Linked DNA regions of Zea mays: region 2 is linked to region 1. A link is a contact called in public Hi-C data. All regions are on one chromosome and are shown on one strand. The core of a region is the stretch at or near the end of the contact, and the rest is flanking DNA. Distances in the headings are between cores, read along the strand shown.

Evidence for each region. Hi-C and Micro-C count contacts between places; a contact is called where the count stands out from the background.
Region 2: a Hi-C map of bundle sheath shows a contact between it and region 1, with 2.3 times the contacts expected there. The contact joins the promoter of LOC100273260 here to the enhancer-like site in region 1. A contact is called at or near these places in 3 of 25 Hi-C or Micro-C datasets (bundle sheath, ear and endosperm).

The regions. Positions count from the first base shown.
Region 1 is chr8:11,785,543-11,788,172 of Zm-B73-REFERENCE-NAM-5.0, reverse strand. No RefSeq gene overlaps it. Among protein-coding and RNA genes, the nearest start is that of LOC103634780, 38 kb to the right of the region's middle. Within about 2 kb of position 1,337, at least 17 of the 20 cell types and tissues checked have an H3K27ac peak or open chromatin away from gene starts, as enhancers often do. A contact at or near this core is called in bundle sheath, ear and endosperm, where this site is marked.
Region 2 is chr8:11,932,951-11,935,580 of Zm-B73-REFERENCE-NAM-5.0, reverse strand. LOC100273260 (MYB transcription factor) reads left to right here and starts at 1,297. Exons shown (of 2, transcript NM_001147702.1): 1 at 1,297-1,675; 2 at 1,814-2,630. The coding sequence starts at 1,495.

The DNA.
Region 1 (2,630 bases), core at 88-2,587:
TTGTACACTGGTAGGCTGGCTCGTATCCGAGGGGTCAGGCTCCTTGTACACAGGCTTGGTATGTACATATGCTTTTGTTTGGTTGGTTGTATTATTACATTCAGGACAAATATAACCTGTGTTTGGTTATCTACACCAAAACGTGTATTAGAGAAGAGTGAATAAATAAATCTTTAAATATTATATAGCATGTGTGGTCTAGTTTTGTTCAAAAAAAATCCAGGAACACGAATATAAAATCGGTTTGATGATTAACTTTTTTATTTAAAAGATATGATGCAAGAACAAATATAAATGCGTTCTCGTTTTGCGTGCAACTACGTGCAACAGCATGCCACCGGACTGCACGCCGGCGTACGCGCGGTGGGAGCATCTCCCGCGGGCCTGGCTCGCCATCTATTTTTGCATCCGTTCAACCAGTACGCTGAGAGAAGTAAACCAAACAATGGGCCTGTTTGGTTCAGCTTTTTTCTGACCAGCTTTTCTGAAAATCTGGCTGTGTGGAGAATCTGGTTGTGAGGAGAATCTGAGTATCATTACGATTACGTGTGGAGGAAGATAAAGTTGTTCATAGAGCTCAGGATCTAGAAAGTGACGGATTCCTACTATTACAACGACTCAACCGATTATGTGTTTATGTTGATTTTGGATGGTTTTTGTCCCAACGAATTTTATAGAAGCTGGATGAAAAGCTGAGCGTTTGGCAGTCCGCAGCAGCTTTTGGTGGCCAGAAGCTGTCAGAAGCCGAAACAAACAGGCCCAATATGCACTTTGAGACTTCGCGGGTGCAGCTGCAACCTTCCGCACATCAACCAAACAGGCAGAATATATATCCTGTAATAATAAATTAAAGCATGGCGTTAGCCGCGACGCCGGGGCACTTGTTGGGCAACATAAACTAGCCACGCGTACGTCCAGTCGTCCAGTCGTTCACCGAGAGACAGTTTCGACTGTCTCCGTGCGCTGTCCTTGGACGACATGCATGAGGAACGAAGCAACGCGCTGTCCTGGGCTGCAAGACTTTCAATGGGATTACGCAACGGTGACACAAGCCGGCAGTGGTGCAGGGACGAGATAGTCACTGGAGCTAGGATTTGATTTGACGACACCAGCTGCTGTGACAAAGAGACGTTTTGGTTCTCGTGGTGGGGTCCAGGAACGGCACGCCGATGGAGCTATTGCTGATAGCGCCCCGTGCCAAAACGCGCACTGTTCGACGCCATTGATAGGGAAAGGTGGCGTTTCCGGTAACCAGCTGACGGTGATTGGGCCTTCACGGCCGGAGAAGACACGCGAGAATGGAAGAATAGCAAACAAAGACGTCGTGGCTTCTTGGAAACAAAAGCCCACTGGGCCGCCGCCCCGCGCACCACCACATATATAACCAAGTGGCCTTGCCGTCGGAAATAGTAGCGCGCTAGCGAAAATCGACACGCACTAGCTAGAAGCCTGGAATGGAACAACCGTGACTGAGCAGTACTGCTCGTTAGAATAATAAGCAAAGTGTCGGTCCTTCGCTACGGTTTGTATTTACGAGTATAGATTATAAAACACAGACACATATGTGTTTTGTAAGCTAGATGTGTGTGAATATAGGTTTTAATTACAACAATTATGTTTTGAATCCTTATTTGTACACAATTTTACAGTTTTGACATTAAGTGTGGGGGAGGCACGACATATAAGCTGAGGAACTAGTGTTTTATATAGTAGAGATTAGAAATTGACATCAGATAGAACAGTCGATGACTAAAACAAACATCCAAAACCATTAAGCGACTTTTTGTAAACGTAGCGACAGCTAGCTAACTAGTTTGTTACGTGTTGGAAGCCAAAAAAGGCCTTGCGGACGGTTCGGCCCTGAGGCCGGACGGTCCGCGCGTGCGCAGAGACAGTTAGGGTTCCTAGTTTCTCGCGGGATTTGTTACCTAAAACCGTGGGATTGACTCGGAAATCAGTTCGAAGCGGATCCAGACCTCCCCTTTATATAGATGAAGGGCTACGACCGATTGAACCCCGCAACAATCGATCAAATCAAATCTATTCCTCGTTTTTACCTTACGCATTAGGAGTAGTTCTAGTTTAGCCCTAGTTTAGTATTCCAATCCCTAAATTCTCCGCTTCTCTTTGACTCTACGTCGATTAGAGGAGTCTGGGTCGGCTTGCCGAGCCTATACAACCCCTAGGATCTCTCCTCCCTGACGGGGTCCCTCCCGGGAGCGAGATCCAGGCACCGCCGGCGACCTTCGCCGCCCCTGCGCACGCGCGGGCCGTCCGGCCGTCAGGCAGGGAACGTCAGCCCCTGTACCAGGTCGCGGACTGTCCGGCCCCTGGCCGCGGACCGTCCGCGCCTCTGCAGAGGGCACCGCCACTGGTTCTCACGCAGTGTTTGGCGCCCGAAAAGGTGTCAACATACTTTTGGCGACTCCGCTGGGGACTAGGTGTCTAGACCTACTAAAAATCGACCCATAGATGGCCGGTTCTAAGGATCACACCAAGATCTTCACCACCAACATCATCAAACCGGCCATGGAGGCACTCCCGGTTGATGACCAAAGACCCTTTGAAGACCTTGTATTGCGCGATGAGAAGGAGGTGATGCGGCAATGGAACGAACAACGCGACAAGGA
Region 2 (2,630 bases), core at 48-2,547, 150 kb before region 1:
TTTTTGCTATTTCTAAGCCATTTTATGTTTTCTTTAGATAACACACCAATAGTTTAGAAATAAATAAATAAAATGTGATCGTATAACAGTCATGTACGTTCCAGTATTGGACTGGACCTTATCACAAAGAATAATATATATAGAGACTGAAAAATACATAAGTCGAGGAATATTGTTTGGCATGTCTGTAGTTTTCGTGGTTTGTTTATTTCAGTGATCGAGAGCAAAAGGAAGGAGGTGGTTCACCTCCCAGCAGGGATGTGTACGTCCAACAAACAATTCGCGCGCCCATCTCTCCGTGTCACTTCCCGCTCTCTCGTCTAATCCCAATAGTGCAAGGGTGACAAATTGTTCAGTCAAACACGCTTCATGTAGCGAAGAATCTAAGGGGTGGTGGGCAGTGCTATTTCAACAAAACCTTTTTGGTGTGTAGCTGCACTAGCACTACTACGCTTGGCCTTCTTCCTCTTTACCTCCTCCAAGGCTTGGCAGCTGATCCTAAGTCCAAGCACTAAAGCAGCTAAGGTAGCCACCAAACCGGTCTGTCCTACATGTCCTCAGAGCTTACGACTTATGATCAGCATCAGCTTCCCTCTAACCAGGCAGCATCCGTGCGACTAGTGTTGGAAATTGGGCTGGATCGGACCAGCCAGGCTCGTTCAGGTCCATCGTGTTTCGAGCCAAACGGGCTCAGGCCATGAAGGCCTAACAAACTTTTGGGTTGTGATATGTCAGCCCAAAGAGTAGAGACCCTAAAGCACGATGTGTCTTTGTTGGGCTGTCCAGACTATATATTTAAATCACATAAAGTCCAAATATTCTAATCACATAAAGTTCATAGCTTACTAAATTAAATATATTAAACAATGTGAGCATCATTTGACCACATAAAGTTCAAATATTATAACCGCATAAAGTCAATAACTTACTAAATTAAAGAAATTAAACAATATAGATTTGATTGGGCCGTGTCGGCCCAAGCTCGGCCCATGCGTGTGGGCCTTGTCAAGGGCCAGAATTTAAGGCCTGGCTCAAGCCTATCTTCGGTTCGTGATAGTCCGGTTCCATATTATTTCGTGCTTCACTGTGCTTCGGCTTCTGTTATAGGCCGTGCTCGTGCTGTTTCAAAAAGTCCGGTCCATATTCACAGCACTACCTGCGACCCTGCATACATATATCACTATTCGGATTTACTGCACTGAATATGGGCTACATATATATCATTGCCACAAGTCATTATAAAAGGGAAGCCACCAAGAAGCTAAGTTCTCTCTGTCTTTGCATGCAGCTAGGTCCCTCCTCTCAACTCTGCTTCTTCTTCTTCCAACTGATCATCTCCTACCTTTTCTTTTCCAATCCCTAAACCTACACACAGCTTTACGGTAGCTGCTAGTGCTAGTGCATGGCCATATATATGCATCTATAAGTAGATAGGTTGCACCCTCCAAGGGGTTCATATCATCCAAGGTGCATGCCAGGAGACAGGCCACAATAATGTCCCAGAGGAAAGGCGCCATGGCGGCTGCAGTGACGGCCAGCAAGCATCGCGAGGACCAGGAGGCGATGATGGTGGAGCTCAGGAGAGGCCCCTGGACGCTCGAGGAAGACAACCTCCTCATGAACTACATTGCTTGCCACGGCGAGGGCCGCTGGAATCTCCTCGCCCGCTGCTCCGGTGAGTACGTAGTGTAGTCCGACTATTCCATTTCGCCGGCGGTTTCTATGTATTACTTACTTGCATCTCGATCAGTCTCGACTAATTAAGCTATCGATGATCGATCTCGTCTTGATGTGCTATCCATGCTTGAATTAGGGTTGAAGAGGACCGGCAAGAGCTGCCGGCTCAGGTGGCTCAACTACCTGAAGCCCGACATCAAGCGCGGCAACCTGACGCCTGAGGAGCAGCTGCTCATCCTCGAGCTCCACTCCAAGTGGGGGAACAGGTGGTCGAGGATAGCGCAGCACCTGCCGGGGCGCACCGACAACGAGATCAAGAACTACTGGCGGACGCGCGTGCAGAAGCAGGCGCGGCAGCTGCGGGTGGACGCCAACAGCGCCGTCTTCCGCGACGCCGTCCGCTGCTACTGGATGCCGCGCCTGCTGGAGAAGATGGCCGCGCACCACCACGGCGACGGCGAGCTGCCGCCGCCACTGCACCCCTCGCACAACATCGCCGGCACGGCCTCCTCGCGCTCGCCGCCGGCCCACGGCAGCCAGCAGGAGGACCCGAGTAGTAGCGCGCCGGCGGCCAGCGGCCACTACCTGCAGCAGGTCGACCCGAGCCCGAGCACGTCGACGACGTCCGGGTCGACGACCTCGGCCGCGCTCCCGCCGGTGCCCTGCTTCTCCGAATCCGAACTAAGGTGGGTCGTGGACCAGTACGGCGCCGCTTACGGTTACACCGACGACCTCGACCTCGACGGCGGCGCCGGCGTGGTCGACGACGACTCGGCTGCCGCCGCCGCGCTGGACAGCCTCGGGCTGGACGGGCTGGACCTGGGGCCGGCCGACGGCGGCGTGTACTCGGACGCGACGCTGCTGGACTACCTCAACGCCACGTGCGCCGGCGGCACCACCGTGATGACAATGATGGGCGGCGTCCACGGCGCCGCGGGCGGTGGCGACGGCGA